Linked DNA regions of Capra hircus: region 1 is linked to region 2. Evidence: chromatin contacts called from public Hi-C data. All regions are on one chromosome and are shown on one strand. Each heading gives the region's core, a stretch centred on a gene start, on an enhancer-like site or on the middle of the called end of the contact. The rest is flanking DNA. Distances are from core to core; before and after follow the strand shown.

Region 1 (6,027 bases), core at 1,209-3,708, 140 kb after region 2:
TTCCCACAGGGAGGAGAGGAGCTAAGGGGGACCCAAACCTTCAAGAAAGGGAGGCAGAAGAGAAGCTGCAGCTGTGGACAGAGATGAGCCCTCCAGAGTCAGAAAACACCCACCATCCCCTTTTGTTGCAACTCTGAACTAGACGTGGGCAAGCTGCATCAAAGTCAACCACCTTGGGACTCCTGCTACCCTCACCTGAGACTCGCCAGCCATGGCAGAACCATGCCACACTCTGCCCTCCACCTGCTTCCCTGCCCAGAGAGGCCAGCAGCCCAGATTTCCTGCCCAGAAACTCCAGGCTGTGCACCTCTGTAACATCCGCTGCTCTAGATATCCCCAGACAACAGCCTCCTTCTCCGAGGTCCTGGGATGATGTGATTCCCTGAAGTCTGGTAGAGGGGTGGCTCCAAGGCCCTGCCCAACTGGGATAGATGTTCTGCAGCACCAGCTGGTCACCTCCATTGCAGGAATGCTGTGCGCTTCCCTCAGGTTCCTGGAAGCATTAGGAAGACTCCAAGTTGGGCTCCAGGTTGTCACACACCCTGGGCAGGTAACTGTCTCTGGGACCAAGGCGTGGGTGCTTCCCTGTTCCCTGCGTCTCCATCCCACCGTTGTGTGTTGACCCCATGACTCAGGCTCTACCTTCTTGGGAAGGCCCTGTCTCTCCACAGATCAGCTCCAAGGTGGAAGGGGAAATGGGAAATTCTTCCACCATCAGGAGAAACAAGAGGAATGCCCGACAGCACTAGGAGACTGGTAACATCAGCATCAGGCCAACGGGCCTCGCACGAAAGACTTGGGCTCCTGGAACAGATTTAGCAAAGGCAAAAGTACCTCCAGTCCAAATAGCTCCATCCCGTGCCCACATCACCCTCGGGGAAGACATAAGTGTCCTCCTCAGGGTCACAGCTCTCAGGCTGCTGTGCCACCAACCATGGCCCTCCCCTGCGGCTGCATGCAGATCAGGGCTCCAGACTTCCCCCCCGAGGTTCTCTGGAGGCCAGCCTCAGGGTGAGCGCATCTCCCTCCTCCTCTCCAGTTGCAGAGAGCTCAGCCAGCTTGGGGTTGTCTCTCGGATTCACATTCTCTCCCCAGGACAGTGTTGAAAAGCTCAGCAGTCCCCACCCTCACTCTCACGCTGGCGGCTGCTCTGCCCCTAGAAAGTCCCGTTTTGACCAAACTCCCCTGTTACCTGGGCTAGATGCTATCATAACTTGTACATGCAAACACATGTTCAAAGGTATGTCTGCCTGTGAAATCAAAGTTACTTTCTCACCTCTGCTTTCCCAATCTTTCATTAGAGAAATGGATCAGCCACCCTTTTAAAAATATATTATTTCTCTAAAATAATGTTCAAAACACATTTTTGAAGTTTAAATAGCAAACTTTCCCTAATTTTAAGAACAGAGATGCTTTCAATGAAGCATTGTGACCGTTTTTCCTAAAATGCTCCCAAATTTGTAATTGGTCTTCTGTTATTCTTTATTTCTTAAAAATTATTGGCTTCCATAGGCCACATGCGGCTTCCCAGGCGGCGCTAGTGGTAAAGAACCACCTGCCAAAGCAGGAGACATAAGAGACATGGGTTCAATCCCTGGGTCTGGAAGATCCCTTAGAGGAGGGCATGGAAACCCACTCCAGTTTTCTTGCCTGCAAAATCCCATGCACAAAGGAACCTGACATGCTGTAGTCCATGGGGTTGCAAAGAGTTGGACATGACTGAGCGACTGAATTCAACACATAGGCCATATGAAGGCCACCTAGTAAATGGTTCTATCAATCTAACATCTAAAACAAATTTCAAACCCGTTTAACTTTGCTGAGTTGACCTAGTTCTTTTATTTTTAATGCACTAAAGGATTTTGTATCCAAAAAAGATGGGGGCAGGATGTGAACAACAAAGTTTGTTCAAGCACCCCTGTGGCCTGAAGTGAATAAACTAGAGGACACTTAACCTGTTCGGTAGCTTGTCTGGGAAATATGTCCATGGAAATGGAGAGGGGGGCCCTGTAGAAATGGATGGATTATGCTGCTGTATTCTTCAGTATTGTTTTCTGACAGTGTCTGCCGAGTGCTATAAACTCACATATTGTGGTTCAGTTTTGTTCTCTGCAGCAGGACTGAAAACCCAGACCAAGCCTGCTCCTATAAATATCAATTCTAAATGTATTTGTTGTTAGCTCTTTCTATTGTGCTGATTTGTGCAGTGGTAGGAAGATACAAGAAAGGCATTTGACTGTGTCTGTTGGGTTGATAGGAACTCAGGGTGGAGGGGGTGGCCAGAGTTATTCATAGTGGTCCCGCGTCCACGCTTAGCACAGGCCTGTGCAAATTCTGTGCTCATGGACTTCTCTCTTTACATGAGAGGAAGGCAACTCTGAGTTCAACAGGAGGGTAACGGGAGACAGCCAGCCTGCGAGGAGGATCTTGGCAGAGGCACAGGGTAACGAGAGCAGTTCACTTGGAGGGCAGAGACGTGGCAGCCAGAGGAGCAGAACGGCACATAAGAAATGGGCTCTTCACACCTCTGACGAAGGCTGCAGGCAGCCCCAGCTGTTAGCCCTGGGGGGTAGAGGGATCAGCCTGGTTTTATTTTAGCAGCAGGAGCAGCCAGTGGAAAACCAGAGCCTGTCTGGGGAGGGGCTTTCCATGGCTGAGATGGAGTCAGCGCCTGGGGCAATGACAGTGGCGGCTGCTGCTCCTGCGGCTCCAGGCAGCCCCCAGAATGGTCTGTGGGTCACAGATGTATGTGTCAGGGGAACAGTAGCGCCCAAAGGTTTCTCCTCCTAGGAGACTGTCTAAAAACTTGGGGAAAGGGGGAAAACAAAGATAAACATTCTTCATAGAAGGACCTGTTGGGTCTCGGAAAAATTCTTGAGTCAGACTTTAGTCCAGATATGTTCACCTGCTTGCTGTGTGACCTTGTGCAAAGTACTGGAACTTTCTGGTTTTCACCTGCCACGTCTACCTGACACTCCATGGAGCTGAGCAGGAGAAGCAGTGTCTGCAAAGAGAAGATACTCACCTGCACCTCTTGAATCCTTCAGGGTGGCAGGTTCCCGTACTTGGATGGCATCTCTCACCCATGCGGGCCCTTCATTGAAACCAGCTGTGCTGTTATCTGTCCTCAGTCCCAGGACGCCCTGAAGGGGCTGGGAGGCCTCTCCACCTCCAGAGGAACTGTCTAGAGTTAACAAATATCTCCCTCCCCTCCTTCTCCTTTTAAAGCTGCATTTCACTGTCTCCGGCCCTTAAGACTGCAACACAGATGAAAAATCGCTACCAAAGCTACAGCCAAGTGGAAAGTCTGGCTGTGCACAAAGTCACACCTCATTACTGCCAGCTCTGCCCTGGGAATCTCAGAGAAAACCTAGACTTTCTCTTCTCCCCAGCAGTTACTGCTCCCACGGTTCAGGGGATGCCCTATGCAAACGTTTCCCCTGACCCTCCCCACCCTTATCTGTAGAGAAAGCCGGGATGTTCAGCCTGCAGGTGACGAAACTGGTCCCAGAGGAGGCCTGGGAGCGTCTCCTGGTGAAACTATAGAAGATCATTATGAGTAAAGTTAGAACCGGCATCTGCCCGAAGTAAAGTAAAGCCCTCGTTTACATAATTTTGTCCAGCTTTTTTTTTTTTTTTTTTTTGGGCTTTGCTTTTAATGCTCTTTGGTGGTGTTGCGGAACCAAGTCCATTTTACCTGACGTACAGCAACCAAAACGCCGAGACGCTGAGGCTCGCAGCAAAGACAGGTTTTATCCACATGGCAGCCCTGCAAGTAGACGGCAGAACGAACCTCAGACCCTCCTCCGCTAAGGCACGGGGGGGGGGGGGGGGGGGGTAGGGGGTGGGTGTGTATCTGGGATGAGGGATAAAGAAGCCCGATGCACGCTGGGCTGGGGGCGCAAGCGTGGCGAGGCGGGAATAGGTGATGGGGGAAACCTGTGTCGACATCTTTCCTGCAGGCGTAACTAGGCTACGGGCCGCTGCACATTCCAAAGGGCGCATGCCCAGTTGGAGGGTCAGGGGTCCCACCTAGTTTCAGCCAGTTCAGCTGAGCTAGATGCCTCTGACTCCAGGTTCCTGGAAAACATCTCAGGCAAACAGGTTACTTACTGTCTGGGCCACATGCAGCTTGGAGGACGTGGGAGTCTTAAAACAACCTTGATTAGGGAATGCAGGGGAAATGGATTTGACTAATTACCAACAGTTTCAGTGGGAACAAGATATATTTGTGTGGCTAAGTTCAAATGTCTCCTCCATATTAAGGCGCCATCATCAATAAGGTTAATCACCTGCTAAATCTTAGGCTTTAGCAAATGAATTCAAATAAGCTTGGTTAGGGTGGTGGATCAGCCTTTGCCAATTAGTTTCTAAAAGGCGGTATAAGGGGACCCTTCCCTCTTTCTAAATATCTGTAGATTAGAAGCTTTCATGATTTCCCCTGAACTAAGAATTTTAACTCCTACCTCTTTTTCATTGCCTTGAAGTCCCTGTCATCTAAGGCTTATCCGTTTCACTGGAGATGAAAAATAGCTAACCACCATATAACAGCTTTGAAGTCATATCACATTACAGCTATGCTAATGTCTGGGTGTCCCATTTCTTATCCCGGCATTATAGTTATGACTCAGAAGACAAGAAATTTAAACACTGCAATATTTTCAAGTCAGAACATACAATCCCATTGTGACTGGTTCCTGGGCCCCTAATTTCCCCTGACTCTTTACATTCTTTGTGAATTAGAGCTTTTAAATCCTTTAAAGAGAAGATTATCCAAATTAACTCAAAAGCCCTCCCTGTTAGGGTGCTCTAATGTTGCCACCACAGAAAAAAAAAAATGTTGATTTGTGTTTCATGATTTTTATTGTGTTGCTTATCTGGGCCTTTCACAAAGTTCAGTACCTGGATCTAGGCAGGCCTCTTCAAGGAACAGAACAAGTTCAGGCCTGAGGTTCACCCTGTTTCTCTCTCAGTGTGGGATACCTTGTCAAGTCACTTGCTTTTTAGGGCATCCATTTCCCCTTTATCTTCTTCTCACCACCTTTGTGTTCGCTTATATAGAATCAGAAACACTGCTTCAGTGAAAAGTCAATCAAGAAATATCTGGGCCAAGCACCAGGAGGAACCAAACACAGCAATAAACTAAACACAGTCTCTTCCATCATGGGTCTACGCTCCAAAAGAAGAGAAACAAACAGTTTGTTCATTATAAGCAGGCAAAGAGCTCCAAGAAGAGAATGGCCTAATGCAGACCCAAAGAGAGTCCAAATATTTATCAGCAATATTTATGCCCAGACGTGTAGCCCCTAAACTACTGATACAACTCTCAAAACCAAATTCCTAGAAGAAAATATCTGATAGGTTTCCAGGAGGACCTCTGCAGGGAGGTGTGGGTTCTCGCCATCATGGCTGCCAATTCTACACACGATCAAGCAGAGAAATAGAATAATTGGAGGCACTCTGCTCAGTGTCAGAGAGAAGGTGCTACAGATAGTTCCCAGGAACATACAACTTTGAAGACATTAGCTTATTGCTAATATTGTGTCACTATGTCAGAATTTCAAACTGACTTTCGAGTGCTAGAACAATGCAATAACTAGGTGCATGACGAATTAAGGAGAAGGAAAAGCTGAGATGAGGCAAGAATAAGCAAACGTAAACCTGAGAGACCAACTTGAGATTAGACCAAAGGTCTGGTTCAAGCAGAAGTGTTTTCTGGGAAGCTTAAAAGGGAAGGGACCAATGAGATTTCAGCCTGACCCATCCCTAAGAAACTGGCATTAAACAAAAGGGTAAATTGAGAGTTGATTGGGACACAGGGGAAGACAGCTGATTCTTTGAGTAACAAAAGTTTAAGAGTAAATTAGAAGGGAAAGAAAGTCGTTTACCTTCCGGAGAAGCACCAGGCAGTGGTGTTGGTGGCACACACAATGGGAGGAGCCTAGGGAATGTTGTTTTAGTGAGAACTCTGTAAAGATGGTCAGAGAAGGGGGCTGAGCCAAAGGAGGATGGACACACTTTTGATGT
Region 2 (6,130 bases), core at 1,598-4,097:
TTCTTAAAATCCTGTAGCGGCTCTACTCTTGCTCGCAGGTTCACTAGTCCTTCATGACCCAGCTCCTTCCTTTCTCTCTAACCCTGACTCTTGCTACTTCCCCACCTTCATCACATGATCGTCTGAAAGCTACCTTTGTAATAACTGCCAAAACATACATACATATCCCTGGCTTTTGGCTAGGGATATGGCTAATGGGCTTTAGCCATTAAAAGTATATACAACATTCTACTTAATTGCAAGTAGCAAACAGTACATTTATATGATTCTGGACTTTGTAATTCCCTAGGATCATCCGTCTAACTGATGATTCTCTTTTTTTTCATAGAAGATATAAATAACTTCGAAAGTTGCATTAAACAGGTATTGAGTCCTGTGCATGCTTGCTCAGTCACTCAGTCATATCCAACTCTCTGTGACCCTATGGGACTGTAGACTGCCAGGCTCCTCCATCCGTGAGACTTTCCAGGCAAGAATACCGCATTGGGTTGCCATTTCCTCCTTCAGGGGATCTTTCTAATCCAGGGATTGAACCCGTGACTCCTGCACTGGCAGGCGGATTCTTTACCACTGAGCCACCTGGGAAGCCCATGCACATAGACATGCTAAGTCATTCAGTCGTGTCCAACTCTTTGTGACCCCATGGACTATAATCTTATGGCGCCAGACAGCCTAGATTTGAGTGCCATCTCTCATGCTAACTAGCTATGTCAGCTTGGACAAGTCACTCAATTTTTCTGAGTCTGTTTTTCATCTGCTGCTACTGCTGCTGCTAAGTCACTTCAGTTGTGTCCAACTCTGTGCGACCCCACAGACAGCAGCCCACCAGGCTCCTCTGTCCCTGGGATTCTCCAGGCAAGAGTACTAGAGTGGGGTGCCATTGCCTTCTCCGTTTCATCTGCTAAATGGGGATAATAATAGTAACTACCTCCAAGGTAATCATTCAATACAGGTTAGCTACTATTCTCCAGTCCTATTTCGTTTAGTATAAGCATCACTCACCGAAAGGGCAACATGCTTGAGTAAGAATATTTCTAGAAAGCAACCACATCTCAGTATTTCAATATTAAAGCTTTTGAAATGTTTACCACAATACCAATCTACATCAACTTAATTTTAGCATGAGCATTATGGCTGTGAGCAAAGCACATTACCTGAGGCTCTATAACAGATTCGCTACGGATGGCCTGGGTGACAGGGTCCTGACTGACCACAATGGGACTTTGAGAGGACTCCGGAGCCATTGTTACATTCGGAAATCCTGCAGAAGGAAAATGAGCCATGATGATTTTGTTTCGTTTAAACTGACTTCACATGCACTCTACACTGCCATAAGTGAATCATCATATGAAAATCTTTAATAATAGCAACTCACATTTACTGTAACATGATATTCTTTCAAATAGCCGGTGTGAGCTGTGGTTAATAAGATAAAGAAACTTTTGTTTGATGTGAATACTTTACCTGTGCGCCTGCGAGGAAAATCAACAAATAGATCTTTTGTTGTAGCCATCAAATGATCAGATTTTTCCAATACATCCTGCAGCTGGTATTGATCAGAAAGAATCTAGACGTGTTAATGATAAATATTATTATTCAGGAAAAATATATATATAGACATATATACTCAACAAATCACAGAGGAAAAGCCTGTTCAGGAGCATAAAAATCATCTAAAACCCTCAGTGGCAATATTGTTAAGTACCAGTAGATGGGGCTATTACAACAATTTGTTGTTGTTTAGTCTGTAAGTGAAATCGCTCAGTCCTGTCCGACTCTGTGACAGAGGAGCCTGGTGGGTTGCAGGCTGGTGGGCTGCAGATTTCCCAGACAAGAATATTAGAGTGAGTTGCCATTTCCTATTCCAGAGGATCTTCCCCACCCAGGGATCGAACCCACGTCTCCTGCATTGGCAGGCAGATTCTTTACCACTGAGCCACTACAATACCTGGAGAAGGAAATGAGTGGACTTTAAATGCTTGGCTTCAACCCAAAGAAATACATTATTAAAGTATGACCCAGTCCACACACACATGTAAAGGTAAATGTAAATACAGACCAAAATAAAAGTTTTGCTTAACCCGACTCTTTGAGAACCGCTCTTATACTTTCTTTTTATTTTCTATTTTTCAAATGATGGTTGCAACCCACTAACTCCATTTCATAATCCATAAACAAGTTGTGATCCACAGTTGAAAAACTCAGTAAACATATGAATCTTTGAGCCATAAACTCAGATGTGTGAATCTTTGGTGCTTCGACCACTAAAGTGATTTCATAATCCACTAATGGGTCATGACCCACAACTTAAAAAACACAATGTTAGACGTGAGTTGGGGGGCAATAAACAAAAAAGCGATGCTTCTGCATTTTTAAACAAGCTGGTTTGCTTTTTTTTTTGAGACACGCCTTTTTTTTTTTTTTTTTTTTTTTTTTTTAGTTTGTACTGGAGTATAGCCGATTAACAATGTTGTTTCAGGTAGACAGCAAAAGGACTCAGTCACACATATTCATGTATCCATTCTCCTCCAGTTTTCATCCTGGAAAAATGAGAACTCAAAAAATACCATTACAGCAGAGTCTCTGATCATGTACTTTCAACTCAGGAACTTTCCTACTTTCAAGCAAGGATACAGAGTAGAGTAAAAGAAGTGAACTCTACCCACCGCCACCAGATGGCATGCTTGGGTTGAAAGGAGTTTCAAAATTGGAAACTGACCAGTTCCCAACACTGATTCAAATCAAAACATCTGGGAAAAAATGCTCTTACCAGAATTTCTCTGGACCATGAAAACAAGTATATAATATGACCTTGGTTATTGTTTTCTGACATGAAGAAAAATAACAAGTCACATTCTTTTCCCCCTACTTCCCCTGCTAAAGTCAAGCAGGTTGGCTAGCTCAAGGTGGTGAGAATAAAGTCCTGAATCTGTCCTCCCACAAAGAGTAAACTTTGGAATGGCATAAGGCAAAGAGCACATTTGGAGTCAGAAGACTGGCATCCTAGGCCCAGTCAAGAGATACCAAGCAAAATCCAAGCTCTTTAAACTTAGTTTCCTTATATATAAATGAAGTACAACCACTTCCCCAACACACACGGTGTTATAAGGTTGTTGACACACTGCAAATCTGTCTACAACTCTCGGGATATCTGAGAACATGATTACAACTTAAATTTCCATCCCTGGCTAGCCATCTTGCAGTACATGCAATAAGAGTTTAAGAAAGAAAATGCATGGAGCATTATAATCTACCACTTACACTAGAAAAATTACACAAGGTATATTTCTTAATGGCAGTTTTAAAAGTTTACTGTTTTGATTTTTTAAAGAGGCACTGACATCCTATCAAATTAAAGAAATATAAATTGTCAGAAGCAGATTGTTGAGGAATAACTTTACCATACCAAGACCTGATATGCTCAACATTGCTAATTATTAGAGAAAGGCAAATAAAACTACAACAAGGGACCACCTCACACCAGTCAGAATAGCTACCATCAAAAAGTCTACAAATAAGAAATGCTGGAGAGGGTGTGGAGAAAAGGGAACCCTCCTACACTGTTGGTGGGAATGTAAACTGGTGCAGCCACTATGGAGAACAGTATGGAGGTTTCTTAAAACAGGGGTCCCCAGCCTCTGGGATCTAACACACGGTGATCTAAGGTGGAGCCGATGCAATAACAACAGAAATAAAGTGCACAATAAATACAATGTTCTTGAATCATCCCGAAACCATCCCCCCGCCCCTGGTCTGTGGAAAAATGGTCTTCCATGAAACCGGTCCCTGGTGCCAAAATGTTGCGGACTAAAATCTTAAAAAACTAGAAACAGAGCTACCATATCATCCAGCAATCCCACTCCTGGGCATATATCCCGAGTAGACAAAAACTCTTAATTCAGAAAGATACATACATGCACCCCAATGTTCATATACGTGCATAACAATCACTTTGCTGTATACATGGAACCAACACAGCATTATAAATCAACTATATTTCAATTTAAAAAGTTGTTTTAAGACCTGAGGTTAATTATAGTGAGGTCTCCAGTAAATCCACTGTCCTGAAACCCTCTCCCTGCTGGTCCCTGCACAGGCTCCTGGTGGCAGATGGCTTCAGTGGCCAGAGGTCAGTGCAATGGTTTTCTCTTCCTCTTTCTGGATTTCTTTACCACTTCTCTATGATAAAACTCACCCTTATGATAGGAAAATCAATCTCTGCAGGCCCATCTGTATATATTACTTCCCCAGATGGGTTTGTAGCGCACAAAGCCAAACTTATGAGTGGTATTAATAGAACATATTTTGGATTTTCAAAAGATAAAAGTCCCTTAAACAGTATTTGAAACGTCTCATGCTAACAGTTTTGTTCCCTGGTAATAAAAACCAGACAGCACTGGGAAAATTTAAGGGGACTATAAGTTAGTTACTATATTGTTGGGATGATTAAAATCCTTATCAAAGCCTTGCTGTCTCTGATTTGGGTTTGGACCCTTGCTTGCTTGATGCCCACAGCATGGGTGCATCATACAGCAAATGAAATCTAAGATTATGCTGGTCAAAGAGCTTTTCTCTTAATTTAGGTTGATCTAGGAGCCGAGCTTCTTGGGAATGGGTGCTGGTAGCTCTAACACATCATGATGATACCCAGGTGGATATGCCCAAGGAGGCCTCTTCAGTTGATCCCCTGACATCCCTTATTAGACATAATACAGCAACATTGAAATAACAGATGTACGTATTCTTTGACTCAGCAATTCCACTTTCAAGAATTTATCCTACAAATCTATTTATGCATGCATGTGAGGCTAAGTCATTTCAGTCATGTCCGACTCTATGAGACCCCATGGTCTCATAGTAGCCCGCGAGGCTCCTCTGTTCATGGGATTCTCCAGGCGAGAATACTGGAGTGGGTTGCCATGCCCTCCTCCAGGGGATCTTCTTGACCCAGGGATTAAGCCCACACCTCTATGTCTCCTGAATTGGCAGGCAAGTTCTTTCCCACTAGAGCCGCCTGGGAAGCCCCAAATATATTTATACATGTACCCAAAAACATATTCAAGGATACTCATTACATTATTTCCATGACAAGGCAGGAAATATTCTGTGGGTGACAGACTTATCCATCAATATCCTTTCTCTCCATTTTCTCCTTAACAGTGAAACTCCCAAGTTAGCCAGGTACACAGCTAATTTCCCAACCACCCTCGTAGGTGAGAATGGTCACTTGATGAAGTTTTGGAAAATGGAGAGAAGCCAGAGCTTCTGGGTGATACATAAAAGGAGCAGCATGTACTATCTTACCCTCTTCCTGCTGCCTGGGAAACAGCTCAAGGAAGCAGGAGCAACCGCTATGCAGTCAGACATGGATGCCCTGTAATAAAGGACTGGAGAGCTCTCTACCAACTACCATGTACTTCTGAGTTGTTCCATACCAGAGGAACAGATTTCTACTTTTTTAAACCACTATATTCTGGGGCCTTTTTCTCCCAGATGCTGTACCATACTCTAACACACATCCCAAATGTCCACCAATAAAGCACTAGATAAATACATTGTGGTACATCCATATACAACCTCGCCAATAAAAAGAAAAGGTAGATTTCTAAATACCAACACAGCAAAACCTCTGAAATATGTTGTTAAATGGAAATGTCTAAATCCCACTAATAGCAGAGATTCTCAGCCCTAGCGAAATATTACATAGCAAAAAATTACATAGCAATAAAATTACATAGCAAAAGTCTAAAAATTACCCAAGAAGGGCCACATCCTAGATCCACTGAACCAGAATATCCAAGTATAAGTATGTCTGAATCCAGATACTGTTTTTTGAATGGGAATTTTTTTTAATGGAAATTAGAATCAGGGTTGAGAGACATTACATGAGAATATGAGGAAGCAGCATCACAGAGAGAAGGCAAAGAAACTTCACTCACCCTCTCTGACTACTCCTTTTCAGCCCCTAATTCTACCACAATGGCGAGGTATAAGAGATTCGGGACCTGAGCAGGGACCACTAGGGAGGGGAAACAAAAGCCCAGAGTCACCTCAAAGTGACTTTTGGGTGACTCAAAGTTACCCTTTTCCCTGGCCAGATCTGTGTTCTTAGCTGTTTCACGAAGAATTA

What was found. A called contact is a pair of places that touch in the nucleus more often than the background predicts.
Region 1: a contact with region 2 is called in a Hi-C map of blood, with 2.6 times the contacts expected there. The contact joins two enhancer-like sites. A contact is called at or near these places in 2 of 5 Hi-C or Micro-C datasets (both in blood).

The regions. Positions count from the first base shown.
Region 1 is chr1:58,094,738-58,100,764 of ARS1.2, forward strand. SIDT1 (SID1 transmembrane family member 1) reads left to right here. Exons shown (of 25, transcript XM_018038422.1): 25 at 1-3,609. Among named protein-coding and RNA genes, the nearest start is that of USF3, 65 kb to the right of the region's middle. Within about 2 kb of position 2,459, at least 2 of the 5 cell types and tissues checked have an H3K27ac peak or open chromatin away from gene starts, as enhancers often do.
Region 2 is chr1:57,949,529-57,955,658 of ARS1.2, forward strand. SPICE1 (spindle and centriole-associated protein 1) reads right to left here. Exons shown (of 18, transcript XM_005674931.2): 5 at 1,465-1,567; 6 at 1,155-1,261. Among named protein-coding and RNA genes, the nearest start is that of SPICE1, 22 kb to the right of the region's middle. Within about 2 kb of position 2,848, at least 1 of the 5 cell types and tissues checked has an H3K27ac peak or open chromatin away from gene starts, as enhancers often do.